Regions from separate parts of the Danio rerio genome. Here region 1 is linked to region 2. The links are chromatin contacts, called in public Hi-C maps. All regions are on one chromosome and are shown on one strand. The core of a region is the stretch at or near the end of the contact, and the rest is flanking DNA. Distances in the headings are between cores, read along the strand shown.

The links. A called contact is a pair of places that touch in the nucleus more often than the background predicts.
Region 1: a Hi-C map of an unstated tissue shows a contact between it and region 2, with 2.6 times the contacts expected there. The contact joins the promoter of nuak1b here to the promoter of c25h12orf75 in region 2. A contact is called at or near these places in 1 of 18 Hi-C or Micro-C datasets (an unstated tissue) and 1 of 4 datasets of contacts at active chromatin or transcription factors (embryo).

The regions. Positions count from the first base shown.
Region 1 is chr25:6,569,584-6,575,446 of GRCz12tu, forward strand. It overlaps nuak1b (NUAK family, SNF1-like kinase, 1b), which reads right to left and starts at 4,009. Exons shown (of 7, transcript XM_684898.7): 1 at 3,010-4,009. The coding sequence starts at 3,228.
Region 2 is chr25:6,435,781-6,441,699 of GRCz12tu, forward strand. c25h12orf75 (chromosome 25 C12orf75 homolog) reads left to right here and starts at 3,415. Exons shown (of 5, transcript NM_001302783.1): 1 at 3,415-3,548. The coding sequence starts at 3,506.

The sequences.
Region 1 (5,863 bases), core at 2,759-5,258, 130 kb after region 2:
GCGTGTGTGTTTGCATGACTCTAGGTGTTGTGAAATAGACTGAACTGTATATATCATTTAGTTTAATTATTTACATCTCCTCATAACCAAAACAATTACCAACAAATAGTTGCCATGGGAATTTAAAAAAGACAATAGTGTGTTTCAAATGGTGGTCACACAGAATTAGCTACATGCTAATAGACAAAATATAACTATACTCAAGGTTGGTTTATACTTCAGTGTCGAGTGATCGGCGTGACCCATGGCACATCCAAAGATGAAGTCTTGCATTTATACTTCTGTGTGCTGTTTGTGTTGCACTGCAATAACACTTCTGAAATGCTAGCTAGCACAAGGTTTTTATCGTCATCTGTGTCGAGTCTCTTTGTGGGTGTTTCGTTTTTCCTACCGTAATGTACAAGTAGCTAAAACTCGCTCGTTCAGAGGTGGAACCGGCGGACATACGACTTTAATCATAAGGAAAACACAAAAAAACAGTGTCCATCTGGAGCTCCTTCACGCGACTCGACACTTGTAAACACTTGCTCCATCGGCTTGCGGCTCTCAGCACTGCCCACACTTGTTAGCGCTAACAAACAGACCAATAACAGAGCTTGCGCTACATGTCGTTGCGACATTGTTCCCAACTAAAAACAAAAAAAACTTCTGTTTACATAAAAGAGCAGCGGCAGACTACAGGACCTTATGTGTGCTGGCCATCTACCTTATGTGTGTAGCGCCATCTACTGACCTGGAATGCAAAATATTGCATTTTTAGGCAATTGTCATGTGTGAATCATCATTTTTACATGGTTATCTTCATTCAAAAACTTAAAAACAAAAAAAACTTTGTATTTATAGTTTCCATTAGGACTGCACGATCTTGGAAAAATCTGACATTACGATATTTTTTTTGCTGCAATGTATATTTAAATATGATATAATAGAATAGCTCTATTTAAAAAGATTTGAATAATAAAGATCTACTGGAATGATCAAGTCTTTTTTTTTTATGAAGTGCGTCTACAAAATATATTATAAATTACAATCATATGACAGGGCAGTTTTTCTGTTGAGTCTTGGGATCATCCAAATACAACAATGTAAAAAGCCAACGTAAAAAACATGGTCATCATTACACAAATCATTCACTCATTCATTTTTATTTTAGTTTAGTCCCTTTATTTATCTGTGGTCGCCACAGCGGAATGAACCGCCAACTTATCTAGCATATGTTGTACACAGCGGATGCCCTTCCGGCTGCAACCCATCTCTGGGAAACACCCTTACATTCTCATTCACACATACACTTCGGACAATTTAGCTTACCCAAATCACCTATACCACATGTCTTTGGACTGTGGGGAAAACCGGAGCACCCAGAGTGGGGAGAACATGCAAACTCCACACAGAAATGCCAACTGACCCAGCTGAGGCTAGAACCAGCGATCTTCTTGCTCTGAGGCGAGATGTATAAATCATTTTATACAATATTATAAAATAATATCTTTTTAGTATTTAATAAATAATCTAATCCTGCGATGTGACTACTTTATATACGTAAATTTCAATATCAATGCTCAAACGATATAATGTTCAGCCCTAGTTGTCATGGAAACGCTCCCTCAAATCAAAAGGATGCTAATTGTATGTACTCTAAACCAGCCATAATTACATGGTTTGTGTTGACCACAAGATATTCTGAATACCAAAGCTGGACTTACTACTGGATTTCTTCTTTTAGATTAAACAGTCGCGCATGGCACACCAAAGTTCTGGGTTTGATTCCCACTAAACAAATGTGCAACTTGAAAACGAAGCAAGTCACTTTGTGGAGAAGCATCTGGCAAATGAATAAATGTATTCACCGAATGGACCAAAAAGTTTGGACCAAAAATACCCTTTTTCCCCTAAAAGAAGAATAAATCATACAATAAAATCAATTACATTTACATTTGCAATGCATTTAAGTAATGATTTGTGAAATTTACCAACAATTTATGAATGAAAAACTGTTTCAAAGATAATCCCAGCATATTTTTTTTTAAATGAGGTTGTGTAAATGTGTTGGAATTTTCCCTTTTGGGTGAACTTTAGCATAAAGCAAAGATCATTGCTCTTAGCAGCTGCTCCCAAGTCGTGCTGTGACTGAGCTGTCGTTTAGAGGACAGTGTTAAACAGCAACCAAAGCCGCGTGCCGTGGCGAATGAATCAGGGACGTTTGATTAATGAATCAACGAGCACTAAAGCCCAGTCTGACCTAAATGGCCACAAAAGAACTTGCAATCTAGGTCAGAGTTCATTAGCGACCCGAGGGTCAGAACTCAAGGACTTTACCACAAATGGCTCTCGCACATTATTATTTATGGCGAGCGGTCAGCGGTGACCTTTGAACCCAAATGCTACAGAAAAAGGGCAATTGGTTGAAGCGTGATGCGTTTCATTGGGGGGCCATTAGAGCAACTTGACATGAGATTTAAAACATCTGTTCTTGCACAACTGAACGCGTGCGGTGCACACGCGTGGGGTGGAATTCCCATGAGACAAACCGAAGTGAGCCAAACACAACAACGGATTATTATAGCCGAGCTGACACCCTAAACGACAAACTACTGCCGGACCAAGTGTATGTTAGCTGCACATTCGTTTCCCAAATTATTTGAAAGTTGAAACCACTGGAACATATCAAGGAATCATGACATCACCATGGAAAAACCAAAGTACTACAGGTCAAGAATATCCCAGGGATTGATCCTACACCCTTTTCAACGCCAATTGTATACATGTATATATAAAACCAAAACTAGAGGCCAAGTATCAGGGTAAGGGATTAAACCTACAACCTTTCAACAACAATGATGTATCTCAAAGGAATGCATGGCTTTAGAATTTGATACCATCACCGTACCATGCTAAACCCCACAAGGTGAAGCATCTTGCAGGAATTGAACCAATAACCTTTTTGATAACAGTAGAGATGTATAACCATTACATTCAAATGATTTAGCAGATGCTTGAAGTTCTTACCTCTCTTCCAGAATGGCGTTCAATGGCCTTCCTGACTTTGCCATAAGTTCCTCTCCCCAGGGTCTCCAGCAGCTCATATCGATGCTTCAGGTTGTGTTTGTGATGATGTTTCTTCACACCAGAGTTGCTGCGCTTGACCTCGCCGGGGCCCCCAGGAGCCTCCGCCACATGCACCACTGAGGGGCCCGACGGGTCACCTGGCCTCTGTGTCTCCATCATGCGGGAGGACGATATTTAAACCCCCCCGCCCTCTATGTTTAAATATCTCCACTAAATGCTTTGAAATATTGATAATACAACACCTAATCGGTATAGCTAATCAGCATATTAAATAAATAAATAAATTACAATGTAAAATGTTTAATTAGGTTAACTTATTTATGATTGTCAATATTGACTCATATTTTAATGAGATGTCTATCTATCCTACCTATAGCCGGCTATATCTACAAGAGAAACGAAATAATAATAATCCCGCGGTCTAATTATGAAACGGGGATATAAACGGACTAAAAGGCATATCGTTAAAAAAGAAAACTATTAAACACGTGCCATGTGACACTTAATAAACTGCTACAATGTATCATTCACAATTAGAACGACGACGTATTCTATTGTGCGCTATTCTATTATGACGCGTTCTATTCCATTATGACGTATCCTACTCCGTTATGACGTGTTCTCTTTCCCGTGGCGCGTTCGGTCATGATTTCTCCGTTATTCCTTTGTTTCAATCTACCGCAGAAAATCTCGGGCGAGAAAGCAGCGACCACGCCGGCGTTCTGGACGTAAATCACCCTCATTCTGGCCTCGGATCCGCCGTGGTGTCAGTGAGCTCGGTTGCGGTGCCGGTGATCCGTGACGTGAGGCTCGGTGCGCGGGGATCGGACGGATGGATGTGCTGCGGACTCTGTGTGTCTGCTGTGGCCATGATTCGGTGTGTTCGGCCCGTCTCGTCTCTTCTCTCCTCCTGTCCTGATCTGTGATTCTTTCTCTCTCTGTCCTTCGGGCTCAGAAACACTGAATAAAGACGGAGGGGGGCGGAGTCACTGCTCTCTCTCTCTCTCTCTCTCTCTCTCTCTCTCTCTCTCTCACTAAAATGTGTCTGTCTTAGATTTTTTGCTGATTTTCTGGTTCTGCTTTTTTTGGAAGAAGTAAAATGGAATGATTAATAATCATTTTAAGATGAATAATCCCACAGACGCTTTATGCAGAGAATATAATGGCCAAGTGTGCAACAAAATAAAGAGTTTAGCTGCAAAAACCTCTTAAAGCCATTTGATATTTGCATTTTTCTCCAACTCTTATGTGTTGGCTCAGTAATTTAACAATTATAGTGATGCATACATTCTTTCTATTGCCTTTAGGGTGAAATAATTGAACATAAAAAAGGAGGTTGAGAAAATTTCTAATTTTAGGAGAACATTTCAGACGGCATCTAGAAGTTTTTGCATCTGAACTTTTTAAATATAAAAGCCTTGCATGTAATTATTCATCCATTCATCTTCCTTCGCCACAGTGAAATGAACCGCCAACCTATCCAGCATATGTTTTACACAGTGGATGCCCTTCCAGCTGCAATAACCCAGTACTGGGAAACACCCATATACACTCATACACTATGGCCAATTTAGCTTATTCAATTCACCAATAGTGCATGTGTTTGGACTTGTGGGGGAAATCGGAGCACCCGGAGGAAACCCACGCCAACATGGGGAGAACATGCAAACTCCACACAGAAATGCCAACTGACCAAGCCAGGACTCGAACCAGTGACCGTCTTGCTGTGAGGTGACAGTGCTAACCACTTGATATTCTTTTTATTGAAAGGAATAAAAACAAATCTGATAGTAGCTCTACATTATTATTTTTGACAGTGCTAACCATTGAGCTACCAGTCTTATCTCATGAGAAAAACGTAAGTATTTTACATTTTGCCAATTTAGTAGCAAATTCTTACAAATTCGTTCAGTCGTATAAAATTGTACGATTTTAAAAAGGATTCGTGGCACCTAACCCCACCCCTAAACCCAACCGTTACATTACCGTTGACATTATTTTCTTTAATAAAAATTATTCTTAATAATTATATACTAATCGCGATCTTTGGTGTTCCCTCTCAGTGTCAACCTTTAAACCGGAGACAAGCTGACATTGTGGCTTTTGCATCTCTTCTCGCTAGGCGCAGAATACTTTTGTCTTGGACCTCCCCACAACCCCCCTCTATTTCATTATGACTCAAAGATTTGGTCTTCTTTTTAAAACTTGAGAAAATTAAATACAATATCAGAGGTAGGGGAGAACATTTTTTTGAAAAATGGCAACAATTTATTGCATTCTTTAATCACTTAAAAACCTTAGATGTGGATTGAGTGAAGGTACATATGTATGTATGTATATGGTTTGTTATTGTAATTTTTTTTTCTGTATTTGTATTTTATTTTATTTATTATTATTTTGTTTATTTTATTTATTTATTTATTCATTTGTAGTTGTTGATTGTTTTATTTGGGGATTGTTTTGTGGATCGTTATAAAATGTAAAATGCTATTTGCAAGAATAAAAATTCCATGACAAAAAAAATTATAATTATATACTAAAAGCTTTGCACAGGTTAATTGCTTAATTTAAATTAGGAATGTATCAGTTAGTTTTTTGTAAATAAAATTATGCAAGAAGTTAAATAAAAACTATATAAATATAAAAAATTGACATATTTATCATTCAATACACTACACAATTTTTTATTAAAATACTACATTTCCATTACTTAATGATATGCTTAATAAAACTACACTACTGGCTACATAAAAACTACACATACATTATTATTATTTAATTAAATTATTGTTTA
Region 2 (5,919 bases), core at 2,165-4,664:
TGTGAATGAGCGTAAGCAAAGGCTATGTGTGCGCACACACGACGGTATCATCATGCGCAAGTTAAAGCAGAAGTCACGTTTAACTATTGGCTCTCAACAATATTTTCAGCCAATCATCTTTCTTACATCTAGGCCGCTACACCATTATTTATTTTCGCTGCTCACTGCGTACTTACACTCACCAACCAATGAGAGTGATTGTAAGTGCGCAGTGAGCAGCGAAAAATAACTAATGGTGTAGCGGCCTACCTAAATAATATTTTATCATTTCGTCAGACACGGTAACTTATATTTCCAAGAAATCATTCATTCACAAATTAAGCACAGGGTAAATGCGCACATTCTGCATGGTTTTCAGTGTTTTCTGTGCATTGATTCATGAGAATGAACTGATTTGATCCAATCACAAATCCCAGGTCACTATAGATGAATTACCATGTTTGTAAACACTCATGATGCGCGAGCAGCAAGGTGGCAGAAAAAACTGGGAGCGCTAGCATTTACAGCGAGGGAATGACATCCGATGCTGTACAGAGTTTGTTGTTGTATTAGAAATAAGTTATTTTTATTACATATTATATATATTATTTACATAACGCTTTCAGCATATTATAACAGCTTGTCACCCAGTGATAAGCACAGTGATTCGGCAAAATTATTGTTAAAGTGAGCGGCGTTCGTCTGACAATTTGCGATAGCACCCTCCCAATGGATATTGGACAAGACGAAGTGACCAAGCATCCAGCCCCTAATATACAATCTCATTGAAACTCCAAGTGTTTTAACAAGAGAGAAATTAAAGGCGTACAAGTCTTTGGATGCCAACAATGTTATTCTGTGTGGTCATGTGCAAGAAATAATATTCCATGGTCTCCAGATTCAAAATTATGTAGTGTTAAAAAACATGGTTTTGCCTAGTGGAAGACAGGAAAAAAAGACGGAGATAACGTTATACAAGGCCTGGGTTATCATCAACGAACAAAACGACTGCATTCTGACAGCGAACTGCACCTGTACGGCGGGGTATGTGAACATACACATAAAGGTAAAGTTGGTTTTATATTCGCACATTCAGACTTTCTCCTTATTAATATAATTTCATAAAAGTATTATTTGCAACCTCTAAGTAACGAAATCATATTAGCAGCCAATGACTATCAAAGAACAACATGTTCACAGTCAAATAAACAGTGTTAGTGTTGTTTTCAAGTCACACTTGCAGGTTATTTCAATAATATTCAAAGTGCCGTGGTAAACAATATAGGGAGTGTGTCACAAGTTGTCACTGAATGAATTTGTGAATATAAAACCAATTTTACCTTAATAACATTCCATTCTTAGCATTTAGTTTCCGCAGTTTAATTAACCACATGTAACTGTTTTTGCTGAAACCATTGCTGCAATCAAAAATGGGTAATGTGTATGACTCAGCATAGCGTGAACTTACCTGATATAACATGAGAACTGCAGAGTTCAGCATTTTTAATTAGGTAGTCACTTCATTCAGCTCCCTTTCAGCCAAAGACGTCTGCAGTTGGCATTAAAAGCAGTGTGGTGTACAGTAAATGTTACGTTTTCTATTTTTCAAATTTGGCATCCTACCGCACAACACAACATGTTTACAATTGCCAGCGATCTCTTTTTGCAACCGGGAACCCATGTAACGTCATGTGTGACGTAGGTTGGTAATTCATCTATTATAAATGAGCTGAAACTTTATTATCATGTTATGTTTCAACTGATTCTTCCATCTTACCTTCCATAATATAAAATCAAGTCATATATAGGTTCAGAGATGTTTTCAGTGCTCTTTAAGTGTGCCAACACACAACAATATTAAGAGGGGCGTGGTTAAGAATATTGTTGCAAACGCCGTCAAACTGACGTCATCAGAGAATAACTGCCAGTCCAAATGAGTAAGCAAATCACTATCAAAATTTCACCAGCAGGTCCTACTTTCCTGGAAATTGTGTTATTCCCATTTCTCACCACATGAATGCATTTTACGGAACAACTCTGATATTAGAATTAGAAATAAATCTATTTTTCTATCTACGTGGTTTAACAGAAATATAATTGGGATTCTCTCAATTTTTGATAAGTCCGGCAAGTTTTGTCTTATGAACAATTTATGTCTAATAATAATTTTCCATTACCTTTTAAAGAATTTAATGCTGTGCAAAAAGCAATTCCTTTAGGCCTAATTCAACTTATAAAACCTCATTTAATGTTTAATGAAAATGTTATTAAAGAACCAGAGCTGATATTAAATGGAATTAGTCTATTTGACAAAAAATTTAATAATAATTATATTCGACAAATTTTTCAAAATAAAAAATATGATGTTCCTAAAGGCAAATTTTTACTGGGCATCCTTCCTTGACACAACAGACTGGAAAAAGCCTGGCTATTACCTCATAAGTACTGCATTCCCAATAAAACAAAAGAGGTTAATTTCAAAATTCATCATAAAATATACCCAGTGAATGGTACTTTGGCAAAGTATTTGGAGATTGACAGTTCATGCACATTTTGTAAGAGTGAAGACAAAACGCTGATTCACATATTTTTTTCAATGTGAAAGCACAAAAACCTTTTGGAAAAGCTTATATCTCCATATAGGTAACTACATTGCTTCTTCCAGACTCTTTCATCTTCAAGATATCATTTGTTATTAAAAAGGTAAAACTGATAAATCAGAGAATTACATTATTCATTTTTTTATTTTGTATGGAAAATATTTTATTCACAAACAAAAAAAATTTTTTTGTTTTTTTTTGCCTTCTTTTTCACATTTTTTAATAGAAATTGATGTTTTAATTAAATCTCTTAGACTAGTTAATAATAAGAAAAAGATTCTTAGTTTTTTATGATAAATATTATGGAAATAGCATGGATACATAGTCCTCCTGTATTTGTGTTATGTATGTATATGTTTAAACTTATTTATTTATTTATTTATTTTCTTTTCTCTCTTTTGTTTCTCTTTTTATTTAATTTTTAAAGTTTATATTGTTTATCCTGATCTGTTATTATCATTGTGTTTTTTGTGTAAAATTGAATTTTGTATGTTTGTTATTGAAGTCAATAATAATAATAATAATAATAATAATAATAATAATAATAATAATAATAATAAAAATGAGTAAGCAAATGCTGACTTTAATTGTGGATTACCAAAAACAGTTTTTTATTTTCAGTGGACTAACTTGCACGGGTTTATTGTTCACAAAGAGATCGACAATGTGCGCAACTAAAATAAACATAGTACATTTTGATTATACACGAACTTAAACTAAAGTCCAATCACACCTCCGCCCCGTTTCCACAGCAGCCTGTCAGGGTGGAGGAAAAGCGCGGCGGTCATGTGAGGCTCGAGCATCTCTCTCTCTCTCTCTCTCTCTCTCTCTACAGAATGATAGAGGGAGCTCGTGAATCACATCATAGTCGTCCTCCCCTCATTCGTCCTCTCCAGCAGACACCGAAAAACTGCGTTCATGCCAAAATGGGATGTGGAAATTCCTCCGCCACGAGCACGACAGCCGGAGGTAAGTGAGCGGGAGCGTGTGCACGAGTCACTGACACGCGCGCCGCTCTTTATCAATGGAAGAGTGCGCGGGTGAAGTCAGACACCAGATTTAGCGCTCGGTTTGTCTTCAGACATTCGATTTCGGCTATTAAAAAGTCTCGTTTATTATAGCAGGAGGAAGGATGTGGAGGAATGTGGAGGTGAAGGATCTGACGCCTAATAAATCAGTCATGGAGATTCCGTCCCTCGCGTCTGATACGTATTTAGGTCAGATCTGCGCTTGTAGACTTAATGAGGAGAGAGCAGGAGAAAATGAAGACGAATCAAATGAGATCTGTTTAGCATGGAAATTGTTTCTCTCAGACTCGGCGTTGACAGGAGCGCTTTCGGGAGAAGAATCGGCTAATCATTTTTCTCTAAATAGATATTCTTCTCAGAGATCTTGAATATCGACTGTACACATTTGTAAAATTGAGGTTAATTCCAAGTCAGCAAATGTATGTAATAAAAGAGTGAACAGATGTTGTTTTGTTGTGTTTTTAAAGGTCACAGTTAATGTTAGCGCATCATCATAACCTTATTTTGTAGCCTACTTAAAATATTGCGTTCTTTGAACATAATTATAAAGGTTATCATTCAGCAAACATAAAAGATGTTGAGCGTGCTGTTACTTAGAACATTCTGTCAATATTTATGAGGACGTTCAAGTAGAACAGCGGCTAATGAGGACATTCTAAAAATGTTCTCACAATGTTTTCTCATATAAAAATGACATAACAGCATTCCTTTGAATGATGTTCTCTGATTTTTTTAGATGTTGTAAGAACAATATAAACATTAAGAATTATAAATAATTCTGAAATTGTTCTTAAGCGTAATCTCAACATTATACGAACGTTCAAGTACGAATTTTGAAAATGTTCTTGGAATGTTTCCTCTTAACATCAAAAAAAAAAAAAAAAAAAAAAAAATATATATATATATATATATATATATATATATATATTACAAATAACATCAAAAAGACATTCTGAATCAGTTGAGTCAAGAGATTTTCACTCGTTACTAGTGCAACGTTCAGAAATGATGATTTTCTCAGATGTTTTGAGAATATTCTGATATTAACAATTAAAGATGCTCTGAAAATGTGATTATTTGAATGTTGTCTCCTAAAGAGAAGTACAAACATCATATGTACATTCCAGACATGTCCATCGCAAAATAATTTCTCTTAATGCTATAAGAATGTTTATACAGACATTGCAAAAATGATCTCAGAATATTTTCCCTCAAATTTATATGCAGAATAAGAAGAATCGACTAATCGTTTTCCATTACTAGAGATTCCTCCTAGATCTAAACTCAGAGATCTTGAATATCGACTGTGCACATTTGTAAAATTGAGGTTGATTCTCAGTCAGCAAATGTATGTTCTAAAAGCGTGAACACATGTTGTTTTAACAGGTCACAGTTAATGTTAGCGCATCATTCTGACCTTATTTTGTAGCCAACTTAAAATATAGCATTCTTTGAACATTCAATAATTTATTTTCTATTCGGCTTAGTCCCTTTAATCTGGGGTCGCCACAGCAGAATGAACTGCCAACTTATCCAGCATATGTTTTATGTAGAGGATTTAGATTCAACATTCAGCAAACATAAAATATGTTGAGCGTACTGTTTATAAAAACATTCTGTCAATATTTATGAGGACGTTCAAGTAGAACAGCGGCTAATAAGGGCATTCTGAAAATGTTCTTACAATGTTTTCTCTCATACAAATTCTTGTGCGTAATCTCAATGTTAAGCAAACGTTCAAGTACGAATTATGAAAATGTTCTTGTAATGTTTTCTCTCAACATCATGAAAAATATATATATTTCAGTGCTTCAAACGTTCATGAAATCAAAAATACATCCTGAATCTGTTAAGCCAAGAGATTTTCACTCATTACAAATGCAACGTTCAGAAATGATGATTTTCTCAAGATGTTATGAGATCATTCATCAAGTAGTAACACTAAAAGATGCTCGGAATATGTGATTATTTGAATGTTGTCTCCTAAAGAGAAGTACAAACATCATATGTACATTCCAGACATGTCGATCTCAGAATAATTTCTCTTAATGCTATAAGAATGTTTATACAGACATTGCAAAAATGATCTCAGAATATTTTCCCTCAAATTTATATGCAGAATAAGAAGAATCGACTAATCGTTTTCCCTTACTAGAGATTCCTCCTAGATCTAAACTCAGAGATCTTGAATATCGAATGTGCACATTTGTAAAATTGAGGTTGATTCTCAGTCAGCAAATATATGTTCTAAAAGCGTGAACACATGTTGTTTTAACAGGTCACAGTTAATGTTAGCGCATCATTCTGACCTT